2 separate regions of the Mus musculus genome follow, and region 2 is linked to region 1. A link is a contact called in public HiChIP or PLAC-seq data. All regions are on one chromosome and are shown on one strand. The core of a region is the stretch at or near the end of the contact, and the rest is flanking DNA. Distances in the headings are between cores, read along the strand shown. Region 1 overlaps Otud7b (OTU domain containing 7B). Region 2 holds the start of Bola1 (bolA-like 1 (E. coli)).

Region 1 (7,531 bases), core at 2,282-4,781:
CCTGTTCACCTCAATACTCTGGATATCATTTTCCATAATCCTCCATACCCTCAAACATACTGCATATAAACTATATACATACTCCTTGTATACTGGCCACCTTTCCTATAACATTAGGGTAGGGGTTTCTGTTTAGTACAAGCATCCAGAATAAGACCTGGCATCTAGCAAAAACTCAATAAACATTTGCTGAATAAATGGAGAATATTTCCCCTAAGTCAAGTCGTGTACTAATAAACAGCCTATCTTGAGAACTAGATATGCACTTCCAACTGTCAGGAAACTCCTTAAAGTCATCAGGACCTCTTAACACTAGCACCGAATGTTAATAATGTCCAGCACCGAATGTTAATAATCTCTCCAAAACTTGTACCCTCTCTTCCTCATGTGGCCCCTAAATCAGTAAGAGCATCACAACTTCTCCAGTCCCTAGCCTCTAGCAGGAGCTCCTCACTATTGCCCAGACCCACCGTTCTTCTCCCTCCCCTCAGTTACTCAGAGGGTTGTTTAGGTAACTCTCCAATCCATTCCTTCTTGTCTGTTTTTATTGTCTCTGCCCTAATTCAAGTCTTTATAAGTTCACCTGTGTAGTATATATGTATAGTGTGTCCTTCCTTTGTTCCTTTAAGAGGGAGACTCTCTGGGAAGATTTTCTAATGAGTCTCTGCTCCTAATCTCTGTTCTCTCTAATTTATTCTTTGTACTATAACCAAAGTTAACGCTTTCTTGTTTTGTTTTTAAGATAGGGTTTCACTGTGTAGACCAGGCTTGTCTTGAACTCACAGAGATCTGCTTGCCTCTGCCTCCCAAGTGCTAGGATTATGTGACACCATGCCTAGCAAAGAGTTAACTTTTTAAAGAAAATTAGCACACTAAAGAAAGAGACGATAACAATAATAACAAGTTCTTTGATTCCCTTTCTAAATGGTACCTTTTGAAAAATATATTTATTTTTTATTTTATGTGTATGAATGTTTTGCCTGCATGTATGTATGTGCATCATATGCCTGCCTGGTGTCCAAGGAGGCCAACTCACAGTTGTGAGTCACTATGTGGGTACTGAGACATGAGCCCAGGTTCTCTGAAGAGCAGCAAATGCTCTTAACTGCTGATGCATCTCTCTAGCGACTAATATCTAACTCCATCAGCTCCTCTCCCTCTCACCAACACTGCAGTCACTATTATGTCTCACCTCAACTATGGTAAATTCTTACCTGGCTTTACCAATGGCCTATATATAACCTATTGAAACAGATTAAACCCTTAAACTCTAAAAACTATTCTTATACTATTAAAAACTTTACTTCCAGTAAACTGAAAGTATAAATTCCTGACTATGGCGAACAAACGCCCCCATACTCTGCTTCCTGTCCACCCTGCCAGCTCCCATCACTCACGAACCACTCTTCCCATCTCGCTCACCACTCCATTACATCACTCTCTCTCCTCTTAGGGTCATCTTATTAAGCGATTTTTCCTGGGTAGTCCTTCCTGAAAGCTAAATTAGATTTCCCTCTTCATACTCATGACATTCTTAGTTTGTTTGTTTTTTTTCAATTTTATGAGTGTTTACAACATGCAAGAAGTATTTGTAACATGATCATTAAGAGCCACACTCTGAAAACCGGTCAAGGTTCAAATCCTATGTAATTTCACTGCAATTATATAACACAGCAGCTGAGAGAATAATACATCAAGTACTTTGCATATACTGGGTACACTACACACACAATGAAACACTTGCTCTTTTAAGAGGATGATTTTATTTTTATTTTTTCCTTAACTTTGAGTGTGTTGTTGGGCACATGTGTGGTATATATGTGTTGTATGTGCATACAAATGCATATAGATGCTAGAACAAGTGGGTAGTATATATGTATAGCGTGTGCATAATGGCTAGAGGACAAGATCAGGTATGATTATTTTAGTGGGCTAATCTAACTTTCCCCTTGACTTACCTGAATATAAATTCACAATGAAGCAAGCACCTAATACATACAAGGTGACCAGGGAATCTGTGGTTTCAATAGAAGCAACTAAAATGGAGGGTTTACAGCACTCAAAACATTTTTCTGATCCCCTTAAAATGTTCCAAATCACCCTAATGGGATTTTGCTTTCTCTTTTCTCACTTTCTCCTTACCTTCTAGAAGATCTCGAGCCAGCCCTGGCTCTGCACCTGTGGAACGAACAAAATCCGACAGGACAGCATCCATGTCCAGGGTCATGGGATCATCAGGTACTCTCAGGCAGCAGGATGTGAGCAGAACATAGATCCAAATCCAGGCTCTGACCTGAAAAGGAGATGCATGCACAAGGCTCACCTAACCAGAACAGCATCATCACAGCCCGATTTCAACAGTCTCTTAACACATGCTAACTGTTCTGGTTCCTTCATTCCAACTGAATTTTCAAACAAAAAATAAATTTTTTCATGAAGAATCACATTTCATTTCCTTGTTAACAATATTTTAATACCTACAGTAACTACAAACTACTCAACAAAGCTTTGCTTCTGCTTTTTTCATTGTTTTGGTTTGATTTTTAAGGAGAAAGGCACTGAGGATGTAGCCCAGGGATTGCATATACTAGGAAGTGCTCTATACCCACCCTAGTGCCATGTCTGCCCCTCCAGTCTAAAGGGAGAAGGCAGCAATCTGCTGCCCTAGAAAGCTCTCTGACCTACAATATTTCCTAAATGGCGCCATGCTCATGTCCCTCCTGAAACATATTGATTATTAAGGGTTTTTGGTTTTGTAGACAATGCTTCGTATGTAGCTCAGGCTAACCTCAAACCTGTAGCAATCATCCTGTCTCAGCCTTGTGAATGCTGATATTACAGGTATGTGCCACCATGCTCTGGCTTTCTTCTGAACGTACTTTAATCACTCTTTGCCTAGCCTTTGATTTTCTTTTTCTTTTTTTTTTTTTTTTAAAGATTTATTTATTTATTATATGTAAGTACACTGTAGCTGTCTTCAGACACACCAGAAGAGGGAGTCAGATCTCGTTACGGATGGTTGTGAGCCACCATGTGGTTGCTGGGATTTGAACTCTGGACCTTCGGAAGAGCAGTCAGGTGCTCTTACCCACTGAGCCATCTCACCAGCCCTAGCCTTTGATTTTCATGTCAAATTTTTGGAAATAGGAAGTTGCATGTCTTCTTTACTGATCTATCCTCAGGATGAACTACTTGACACAGTACAAGGCACACTGGCCCTTAGTAGATACTTATTAAACAAAATAACACTATACAGCAGATGACTTCAAGGCTGACTAATATTCTCATGCTAGTTGAGAAAACAGGAAGAGTAAACTGAATGCTGAAACTTCTCAAAATAACAAACTATTCCACACTCTGAGTGGAGATCCCAGAGGCTCATCCCAACAGTCACTAACTGCAGAACTCAGGAAACACAATCAGAAAGAGTTGTCTCCCAGGACAAACGAGTGCCAGTTTACCTGAGAAAAGATCCCTCTTTCAGACTTGACTTTAGCAGAAACTATGTCCCTGACCTGACAGCCTGGCACCATGTCAACATTCCTCTGAGGTTAATAGTCCCAGCTGAGAAAGCAAAAATAGGGTGGAGATCCACCTCTGACCACACTCATTAGTCTTACGGTGCTCTGTAGAAGGGGCTCGTTCATAAAGTGCCCAGGTATCCAACTGTCTCATTGCACCCACTAATCATCTTTTTGGAAAAGACAAAACCAGAATTGTTGAAAACAACAGATGACTCAGACAATACATTCCTCCGAAAACCTAAAGCCTAAGCATGACCTCCAAGGATTTTTTTCTTCACTCCTCTTCTATCCCTTAATACAACTTTTTTGTAGTATGATCTGATTCCATTTTTCTACATTTTTAGAACTAGTAAGGCAAATAGCAAATTTTTGTGGGTTGTAAAAATTATAAGTCTCTAACCTGATAACTGAATTGTTTTGTTGGTGGTAGTTCTTTGGATTTTTTTTTTTAAAAGAGAAATCACTATTTCTTATAGTGCTCTAATAATACAAGAAACCAATGGGTACAGAGCATGATTTATTCATATCCCTAGTCCAACACTGAGCAAGGTATCTACAATATAATAGGCAGTTATAAATACCTAGTGACTAAATTCATTATAAACAAATGTCTAATTTGCATCTGTTTCACTATCCTAAGCACCAAGCCAGCAATCCAGCCTAAGGTAAACAGCCCCTGCTGTTAATCTCACACTAATCCAGAACTACATGAAGAGCTTCTGGCCAAGCTTTCTATGAAGTGACCCAGCCCCCTTGCAACTTGTGCCTAAGAATTGAGTTTCAAGCTCTTAGTGACAGGGAGATCTCTAAGGTCTGCCCTGGGCAGGACAGCAGACAACATGGACTTCTACAACTTTCCCCCAAGCCTCTGAATAAAGTGTTTCAACAACAACAACAATAAAAAGTATTGAATTTCAAGGCAGGCAAGTATTACACATTTCTAACATCAGCACTCAAGAGGCAGAGGCGAGAGGATTGAGAATTCAAAGCTACAAAGAAAGACCCTGTCCAAAAAAAAAAAAAATTAAATGCTTTCAGAATTCACAGGTGAATGAAAGGCTTTTCATCTAATGCAAATGAGAATTCTCTCCAAAGCCCACTGTATTCACCACTTTGTCACAGGACATGGGCACTATCCAAGTAACAAACATAAATAGTCCAAAATTAAGAGACTAACTCCAAAATGAACTTAAATCTTTACTCTTAAAAAATAAAATAAGGTAAACTTGTGTGGTGGCTCAGGTCTTTAATACTAGAATTCTGAAAGCAGAGGCAGGCAGGTAATTCCCTGTGAGTTCGAGGCCAGCTTGGTCTATGTAATGAGTTCGAGGGCAGATAGAACTATGACACCCTGCCTCAAACAAACAAACAGACAGACAGACAGTCAAGCCACTGTAAGCTACTCTAACAGCTTTCTGAAAGGACGTGGGAAAGACGAAACAGCACACACAGCGCTCCGTGGAACGAAGGAGACTGAGCCACAGGCATGCAAACAATTTCCAGCCAGATCGAGAGAGGCTCCTGAGGGAGAAGCAAACAAAAACCATCAGTGTCATGGCATCCGGGATCTTACATGGAAACAGAAGGTAGGCCGCTCAATTCCAAACATCTAAAATAAACAAATAACTCCTATCAGGAAAGACTGGCTCTTCAGCAAAAAATGTGAAGCACTAAAGCAAACTTCTTGGCAGCTCATTCTTGTATTGGATTCTCCAATACATGGTTGGACTGTGACCTTCGCCCAACAGAAGGACAGCAGATCTTGTTACAACATCACAACACCTGGCTGATGCTTCTCAAATTCCAAGTGAGGATACCGAAGCCAATTACGAAGACTCAGCTAGCCCTGTCTCAACACACAGGAAGGAAAACCCCAAACAAAAAAACAAACACAACCTTCAGCTTTTCAAATAAAAGGGAAGCAGCACTCAAATATTTGTTGACTGTGTGGTTTATAGATGGATTCAGTCAAAAGCATCCAGTTTTCCTAGTAGAAGGGCTGTCACCAATTACTCAGTCCCATGTCTGACCCCACCAAAGAACTCTTCTAGTACATCTCTAGCAGATTGTCCAGTTCCCAAGTGAATACAAGCTCTGACAGGGAGCTCATTACTTTCAGATCCAACTGTAATAAGTTGTTTTTTCTAAATAAAAGCCAAACCTATCACTACACTCCTCCCCCTAATAATGTTCACATACTGGTTCTTATTCAGTTCTACTGAACAACAAAATTGACTCCTGAGAATGATGGACTTTTCAATGGAAATTAAATCATTTCTTTACAAAATTACTTGTTGCAGCCAAACATCATTATCGTGAGCCAGGTGCTTTTATAAACTCTTTGCCTGGATCTGTCTTTACTTGTACCTATATTCATTTATAAATGTTGGTGCTGATCATAGCTATAAACTCCAGAACTGCATAAACAGAGTATCTTGCTCAAAATTCAATTCTGCCTCTTACCCTGCTTCCACTTTCAGGCTCTCCTGAAGACAGAACCAAGAACAAGCTAGTATTCCTTAAGCTCTTTCAATGACAACTCAACAGCTGTGCACTCAGCAGCACACAAGGCTAGCAACGCCTCCTGCCAACTGCCACATACTATCATATTTGCTCAACAATGAAAACAAAAAGCCAGGTGAATAGCTTGTCTGAATGTAGAAAGTCTGAATGCATATCTTCCTGCTGGCCTCCACCGTTTCCAAAGGGATGAAGGCATGACACAGAAAGGGAGCACAGCCGCACTCAGTGTTAGGGAACACAGTCGCAGGCTCAGTGTTTCCTCACTTCAAGTCCTGCCATTTTCCTGAGAAATGTTAATGCTCATCTGTAATCCATCTACCTTAGAGTTTCATAATATCTAAAACCTTTCATCTCTATTGAGATCATTCAAAACCATTTTCACTGGTAGACTGAAATGCTAGCATTTTACTCTACATTTTTCTTTTCTTTTCTCTTTTCTTTTCTTTTTTAAAAGACAGCGCCGCTACACAGCCTTCAATGGCCTAGAGCTTCCTATGAAACCCAGGCTGGCCTCCCACTTGTAGTGATCTTCTTACCCTTGCCTCCTGGGTACTAGGATTACATGTGCAACCACCACACCAAGTTTCCAGCTCTTCTCCATTCTACAGCTACTCTCTTAGTCTCTACAGCATCTACTCCCTTAACCACATCATGCTTGGGACAATAAAAAGTCCATCAACTGCCAACGGAACATTGGGCACTATGCTCAAGATTAAACATGAACAGTGAACCAGACACAATCTCCGTGCTTATAAAATATCTACAGTAAAAAGGAAAAAATTATAAACTCTCACAATAATAAATACTGAAGACGAGGATGTTATCTCCCGTAAGGCAGGAGAAGCCGCCACAGGGACGTGGTACTTAACTAAGAACTGGACAGTGAGCAACTAGAGAGATAGCCTGGAATTAAGATAGCTCCAAGCCGACAAAGCAGTTTGTGAGAGGTGAGAGCTGTAGAAAACACAGACAGGACCTAGCAGACCCTGGGAAAATTTGAGGTTTTCGAATTGTGAGCACAGGTGGAAAAGAATCAGAAATGAATTATTAACATACCAGAATGATACGGTTTTAAAGACCTTTGCTGTTGGCGTTGTTACAACCATACTGACTCTGGTGAGAAGAGTCTGAGACAGCAGCAGACTTAGGAAATGAATGATGAACTAGATTAGGATGACAGCAGAGTAGGGAACCTGAACAGACTCGCTTCTTACCCCTTCTTGCAGAACTGAAAGGGAAACCAATGACTGATCACTTAAATAATCTGCAAAAACCTAGTTTCTTTTTTAAAGATTTATTTTCATTATATGCATGAGTGTTTTATCTACAAGTATGTATGTATACTACATGTATGTCTAGTGCTCAGAGGTCAAAAAGGGACACTGGATTCCTGGAAATCTAGAATTATAGATAGTTGTGAGCCACCATGTAGGTTCTGGGAACCAAACTCGGGTCTTCTCCAAGAGTAGCAAGTGCTTTTTTTT
Region 2 (7,246 bases), core at 3,181-5,680, 62 kb before region 1:
CTGATTGCCAGATCTGCCAACAGCAGAAACCAACACTGAGCCCCAGATATGGCACCATTCCTCGAGGTGACCAGCCAGCAACCTGGTGGCAGGTTGACTACATTGGACCACTTCCTTCGTGGAAAGGACAGCGTTTTGTTCTTACTGGAGTAGATACTTATTCTGGTTATGGATTTGCCTTTCCTGCACGTAATGCCTCTGCTAAAACCACCATTCACGGACTGACAGAATGCCTCATCTATCGTCATGGTATTCCACACAGTATTGCTTCTGACCAAGGAACTCATTTCACAGCCAGAGAAGTACGACAGTGGGCCCACGATCATGGAATACACTGGTCTTACCACATTCCCCATCATCCTGAAGCAGCTGGGCTGATAGAAAGATGGAATGGCCTTTTGAAGACGCAGTTACAGCGCCAATTAGGTGGTAACAGCTTGGAAGGCTGGGGTAGAGTTCTTCAGAAGGCAGTATATGCTTTGAATCAGCGCTCGATATATGGTACAGTTTCACCCATAGCCAGGATTCATGGGTCCAGGAATCAAGGGGTGGAAAACGGAATAGTTCCACTTACTATCACTCCTAGTGACCCTCTAGGAAAATTTTTGCTTCCTGTCCCCATAACTCTAGGTTCTGCTGGCCTAGAAGTTTTGGCTCCAGAGAGGGGAGTGCTCCTACCAGGAGCTACAACAAACATTCCATTGAACTGGAAGCTCAGACTTCCCCCTGGTCATTTTGGGCTTCTAATGCCCTTAAACCAACAGGCTAAAAAAGGAATAACAGTGTTAGGAGGGGTGATAGATCCAGATTACCATGGGGAAATTGGATTACCTCTTCACAATGGTGGTAAGCAAGATTATGTCTGGAGTGTAGGAGATCCCTTAGGGCGTCTCTTAGTACTACCATGTCCTGTGATTAAAGTCAATGGGAAACTACAACAGCCTAATCCAAGCAGGATGACAAAGGACACAGACCCATCAGGAATGAAGGTATGGGTCAATCCTCCAGGAAAAGAGCCAAGACCTGCTGAGGTGCTGGCTGAAGGTGAAGGAAATACAGAATGGGTAGTAGAGGAAGGTAGTTATAAATACCAATTAAGGCCACGTAACCAGTTGCAGAAACGAGGATTATAAAGTAATATGAATGCCCATTGTAAATTTACTAATGCGTTTGCGATTGTACGAGGGATAGTTATATCATGTTAGGCGTATTTACAACCTTGTTATTGTTTTATGTGAACATGAGATATTATTTGTGTCAAGTTGACAAGGGGTGGATTGTAGTGGCTATTCCTGGTTGTCAACTTGACAATATTTGGAATGAATTACAATCCGGAATTGGAAGGCTCACCAGTGACCCTTATCTGGAGGCTTGGAGATCCTTATCTGGATCTTGGTTTGAAGATCTTGAGCCACAGTGGCTATGAATTCCAGAAGATTGAATCTCCGAGTTTAAGGAACACACATTTAATCTGGGCTACGCCTTTCATCTGGGATTAAAGGTGTGGTGGAACACACCTTTAATCTGGGCTACACCTTCTGCTGGAGACAATATAAGGACATTGGAAGAAGGGAGTCTAGCTTCTTGCTCTTGCTCCTTCGCCTGCTTGCTGCGTGAGACTGAGTAACTGCTAGATCCTTGGACTTCCATTCACAGCTGCGACTGAACAATTGTTGGGAATTGGCTGCCGACTGTAAGTCATCAATAAATTCCTTTACTATCTAGAGACTATCTGTAAGTTCTGTGACTCTAGAGAACCCTGACTAATATAAGAACTATCATTAAAATAGACTTTGAAAAAAAGTAAAGTTATGCGTGACCACTCCAACGTATGGTTTACAGGAAGGGTTTTATTATAGATATGAGAGAGAGAGAGAGAGAGAGAGAGAGAGAGAGAGAGAGACTGAGCGTGGCCACCAGACTGGACCTGGCTAGGGGGGAAGCAGGAGCCAAGCAGAGACAGAAGTGCAGGGGGAGGTGGAGGGGGTGGGGGGGAAGAGAGGGAAAGCAGAGACAGGGAGATCAAGGTGGGGGGAGGTTACCAGGAGGTGTGGCTGGGGGGAGGGAAACCTGTGGGCTGCAGGGAGTTTAGGGTAAGAGAGGAAGTGAGAAGGGCTAGCAGGGTGCTAGCCAGACTCTGAACTCTGTTAAGAGGTACTTGAGATACTGAGGGAGCCTGGAGGCCAGCATAGGCTTTGGTATACTAACTGGAAGCTCAGGTAGCCATTTATCCCTTCTCTGCCTTTTGGAATTTGGGGAAGTGGAATTTCCTTGGGATCCGACAGTTGGGTCTACCCAGAGAGGTACAACTGTTCCTTTATTCTTTCTTAGGATGCTGTCCGGAGCCTAGGTCTTCTTTTTCTGGTAATTTAGGATTCCTTATTTTTCTCTAAAGCTCTGGTCTCCATCATGTGGCTGTCTTTCATGCCTGCTTAACTCAAACAACATGGAATGTTTCCTTCTTGTCTCCATTCTCCCCCTTGAGATTACAGCTTGCCTACCCTAGTATTTGTTTGGTTTTGTTTAAAAAAACAAACAAATGTCTATAGCATTGTCTTCTTTTAGTAAACTTTGATCTTTGATCTGGCAGTAGTGGCACACACCATTAATCCCAGCTCTTGGGAAGCTGAGGCAAGTGGATCTTTGGGTTCAAACAAGGCCAGTCTGATCTACAGAGTCTGAGGCCAGCCTAGTATACATTATGAGTTTCAGGACAGCCCAAAGACAAGGCTGCTGTTGGGTCCCAAAGAAGCCAGGGACAAATAGGTAACTATGGTTTCTATTACACCAAAGTACACGCTGGCAGCAGAACTCGTTATCTATGGCTTTCCTTAGCTCTTTTCACCCTATCTCCAAACTGCTCCAGCTCAGGGCTTCCCTTCCCTTCTCCAGCTTCTGACTCCTATACTATATAACCCAGCCATTTTGGCCATGAGCTTTCTTGGTTCTCTTGACTCTGGCTCTGGCTCTGGTTCTCTCTCTCTCTCTCTCTCTCTCTCTCTCTCTCTCTCTCTCTCTCTCTCTCTCTCTCTCTCTCTCTCTCTCTCCATCTCTCACTCTCCCTCCCCTCCTCTCCCTTCATAGCCCTGTTCAGTCTGCTGTTTAGCTTGCTCTATTTTCTTCCTGCACTAGACCCTTCCAGATGCCTCTGGCTGTGTTCTCCCTCACACACAGAGTAGGAACTGCCTCAGCCATTCCTTGGAGTGGTCATGTGTTGTGTCCGGCCAGCAGACCACAACCTGGGTTCTAGCCTGGAAAGGCATTTTGGAAACCTGGAAGAGAAGAGGGGCTAGGTGGCGAGAGAAAAGAATGTAGCCAAGACAGTTACTCTGATCAAGGCTCAAATTTTATTGTTGCGACACTAGTTATGAAGGAAGGGGGAGGGGACCCGATTCCCGCGGAATAATCTCTGGTCCAGTAGAAAGGTGCACGTGTGTGGCTCCGCAGGTTCCAGCAGTGGGCGTGGCAGAACGAATGAGCAGGAAGCTCCACCCCTGAGCAAGCAGGTTTCAGGCTAGGGGAGGGGAGACTGCAGTCATGTGCTGATTTCATTCAGTTACCACATCCTGACCAAATGAGGTGAGAAAGTGGTCTTCTTGTTTCTCCTACACTGCTCTAAGAAGTCTCTTGTCATTTCTTTGGTCCTCACGTGTAGGTAATATGCTTACAGTAAACTGTGTGTATTTCCACCACACACTTGACACACGGTATCACAATGAACATTATGACTATTTCTCTAGTGCTTTGTAAACTCTGAGAGCAGGGCTGTCTTTATTCTATCTCTCTCAGGAACAAAGGAATCTCCGAAAGGAACAAAGCTGGGGTCCTACACAGAAGCGCGCGGGGGCAAGGCAAGTTAGTGCAGCTCTTAGGGAACTGTGTGACGATCTTCATTTTCCTTCTCACTGGAATTCTCTGTTTGGGGCAGGACAGATTATCTTGGGAAGAAAACTGTCCCAGCAGACATTCCCCTCTGAATTGAGCAAGGTCCGCTGTAATCTCATAAGAATCTGTTTTTGCTATGGAAGCACTCTATCAATAACCCAGGACAGTAATCCCAGCAGGTAGGAGGTAGAGGCAGGAGGATCAGGAAATAATGGACATTTCTAGAGTGGTAAAGGCCAACCTGGGCTACATGAGACTTCTTTTTTTATTAATTACATACAAATGACTTAAGCTATTTGGGTTATAGATCAAGAAGCTACAAATCTGGTGCAACCATCTTAAATTTACAGGAAACACTTTTGTTTTTATTGCTCTAATTTCCCGACTTTGCAGGATTTTACCGGTCGGGAGAAGCAGGGACTACAATTCCCATAAAACCTCTGGGTACTGGGTAACGCCTGCCAGACGCAACCGGACTGCGTTTCCTAGCGAGCCTCCTGACGCGGCGTTTGCGTGGTCCGACCGGAAATTCGGTTGTTAGATCAAGCGGTGGTACAGCAGGCTGCGCAGCAAGTACAAAGGTACCACCCTAGGGTTCGGAGAGACGATAGGGCTCTGACTCAGCCAAAAGGACCAAGTTGTACATTTTCCATTTTTCAGCTCCCAGCCATGCTTTCCCAGTGCCCTTAGTGCCTAGCGCTCTGGCCGCTCAATCGCCTTTGTCTCTCCGCTACCGGCGTAGAAGCCGCGTTAACCCGCCACGCAGAGTAGAGGCGGTTCCAGGGTGTGCTTGTCTGGGGTGCGTGGGCAGGGTGTGTGGACTCAGTCCCGTGTCCTTCGTTTCTCCGCAGCGAATGCTAAGTGCGCGATCGGCCCAGTGCATGGTCTCCATGGCCACGCGCTCGTGTGTATCGCGGGGCAGCGCGGGATCTGCGGCTGCAGGACCAGTGGAAGCCGCTATTCGCGCCAAATTGGAGCAAGCCCTGAGCCCCGAGGTACTGGAGCTGCGCAACGAGAGCGGTGGCCACGCAGTCCCAGCAGGCAGCGAGACGCATTTTCGCGTGGCGGTGGTGAGCTCTCGTTTCGAGGGGATGAGCCCCTTGCAACGGCACCGGTTGGTCCACGAGGCACTGTCGGAGGAGCTGGCTGGACCGGTACATGCCCTGGCCATCCAGGCGAAGACCCCCGCCCAGTGGAGAGAAAACCCACAGTTGGACATTAGTCCCCCCTGCCTAGGTGGGAGCAAGAAAACTCGAGGGACCTCTTAATAAATACCTGGATTGGGAGAACGATCCGAATGGGTCGACTGAGAATAAACTACTACATCACTACTACCTTATTCCTTGATTTGTACGGACCAGGAGCTCTGCCTTTTCTGCTAATGAACACCATGCAGAGGCAAAGACACCTCTGGTGAAAGCTAAGCTAGCCCAGGGAGAGAGCAGCCACTCCCTCCCTCTTGCCCTTGCCTGGGCTAGACTAGAGAAAGGTCCTGATGAATCGGAAAGGGCCATGATAATAAAAGAGAAGCTGGTGCATGAGGTCAAACGGTGCTCTTAATACCTGTTAAATTGGAGCTACACATCATTAGTGCATATGGGGGCTGGGGGAGGTTGCATAACACCACTGCGCACTTGGGTGTCAGAGAGTAATTTTCGGAGTTACTCCTCCCCCAGTTGCATGGTTCTGGAATTGAACTCAGAGAGGCCATCAGGTTTACACAGCTGTTAGGTCCCTACAGACGTTCTTATGAGAAGAAAATTACCTGTAGGCTAGAGAAGGGATTTGTGAGGAAGTGAACTATCTGGGTTTTGCAAGGATACCAAAATTAACCCGGAAAAGAGGGAATTCCTGCATTTGAAGCAGGAAAAGAACCGAAATAAACATTGGCTAGGTTTGGGGAATGGAGATGGCTCAGTGGTTAAGAGTACTGACTGCTCTTCCGAAAGTCCTGAGTTCAGTTCCCAGCAATCATATGGTGGCTCACAACAATCCGTGATGAGATGTGGCGCCCCCTTCTGGAGTGTCAGAAGACAGCTACCATGTACTTACATATAATACACCTTTAATAATTACACACACCTTTAATTCCAGCATTAGGAGCAGAAAAGAAAAAAGAGAAATGTAGCGCAGCGTGGACTTGAGGCAGGAGAATCGAGGACAAGCTGCAGGTAGCAGGGATTCCCAAAAGAAATTGCTTAAAACTGGGGGGCCAGAGAAGTGGTGGAACACTTTCTGCTCTCCAGAGGATCCAGAGTTGATTCCCAGCACCCACTTGGTGACTCACGAAGGACTGGAACTCCAGTTGCAAGGGATCTAATGCCCTCTTCTGGCCTTGGTGGGTACCAGGCACATGGTGCATATATACATATGCAGGCAAAATGCTCATGCAAATAAAATATGTTTATGTCGATTTTTGCAAGAATAACAAGGGCTCTTAACCGTCTAGAGCCAGAATAAGTAAATGTTTTTAAATAAACAAAATGTAGGTTTGAGGTACCCCATTCCATGTTGATAAGAGAAGGAATTGTTTCTCCAACACTAGTTTATCTTCCCCAGATAGTCAGTATGGGAGAATGAATGAAGAAGCCAGGAGCAGACACAGCCACTTTGGGTTTTAAGGGTTCGAACCCTTTATTTTTCAGCAGTATTTTTCATTTCATTTTTTTTTTCACATCAATGGAGTCAGGTTTAGGGTTCCCCAGGAGACAGGAAGGTGGATGTGTATCCCCTGGGGATGCAGTAAGGGAGAAGGCTACGTCCAGCCACGGAATGGTGAAAGAAGGGTCGCACATTCACACACTGGGCACTGGAGGAGAAGGCAGTCCTTTGAGCACAGACACTAGAGTTAAACAGTCACCACCTGGTTCAGTTACAAAATCGGAATGGCCTTAGGGTTGAGGGCACCAGACGTAGCGTACGGAGGGTGAATTTAGATTTTTTTTTCTTTTTGTGGTTAGTTTAACTTCCTTTTAACTTTTTTTTTTTTTAACATTTTACAAACAGCTAAAAACTACAACACGTCACAGCTACGTTGGGAGTGGAGAGAGAGTACCAAAGAAAGCAGCCACACAGAGTAGGGTAGGACGGGGGCAGCTCTACCTACAAGGCTGTTCTGTGGAAGGGCAAAACGGGGAAACTGAGGCTTCTGGTCCCTGCATTAGGGGTCCCTCACGACCCAGCCTTTTTGAGAAGGGTTAGGGACGGACCCCTGCTTCCTGCCCCAGCTCCTTGTGCTTTCGGACCTGCTGGTTTGACCATACGTGCCTGGTTATTCTCCCTTTCTTTCCTCTGGTCCACTGCCTGTGTGAACAGGTCAGATGGAGGGCTGTGGCTAGTGGGTAGAACCTCTCTAGAGCAA

Evidence for each region. HiChIP or PLAC-seq counts read pairs in DNA pulled down with a chosen protein or histone mark.
Region 2: an H3K4me3 HiChIP or PLAC-seq map of bone marrow-derived macrophages shows a contact between it and region 1, with 2.4 times the contacts expected there. The contact joins the promoter of Bola1 here to the enhancer-like site in region 1. A contact is called at or near these places in 3 of 39 promoter capture datasets (frontonasal cranial neural crest, hematopoietic stem and progenitor cells and macrophages), 2 of 484 Hi-C or Micro-C datasets (bone marrow-derived macrophages and forebrain), 6 of 115 datasets of contacts at active chromatin or transcription factors (CD8 T cells, the SCID.adh cell line, bone marrow-derived macrophages and 2 more) and 3 of 9 other capture datasets (adipose tissue, liver and pancreatic islet).

What each region holds. Positions count from the first base shown.
Region 1 is chr3:96,131,236-96,138,766 of GRCm38.p6, reverse strand. Otud7b (OTU domain containing 7B) reads right to left here. Exons shown (of 12, transcript NM_001025614.1): 2 at 2,143-2,293. The coding sequence starts at 2,227. Among named protein-coding and RNA genes, the nearest start is that of Mtmr11, 27 kb to the left of the region's middle. Within about 2 kb of position 3,531, at least 25 of the 459 cell types and tissues checked have an H3K27ac peak or open chromatin away from gene starts, as enhancers often do. A contact at or near this core is called in bone marrow-derived macrophages and pancreatic cancer cells, where this site is marked.
Region 2 is chr3:96,194,770-96,202,015 of GRCm38.p6, reverse strand. It overlaps Bola1 (bolA-like 1 (E. coli)), which reads left to right and starts at 4,430. Exons shown (of 2, transcript NM_026975.2): 1 at 4,430-4,466; 2 at 4,737-5,428. The coding sequence starts at 4,740. The coding sequence ends at 5,153. Sv2a (synaptic vesicle glycoprotein 2 a) reads right to left here. Exons shown (of 13, transcript NM_022030.3): 13 at 6,833-7,246.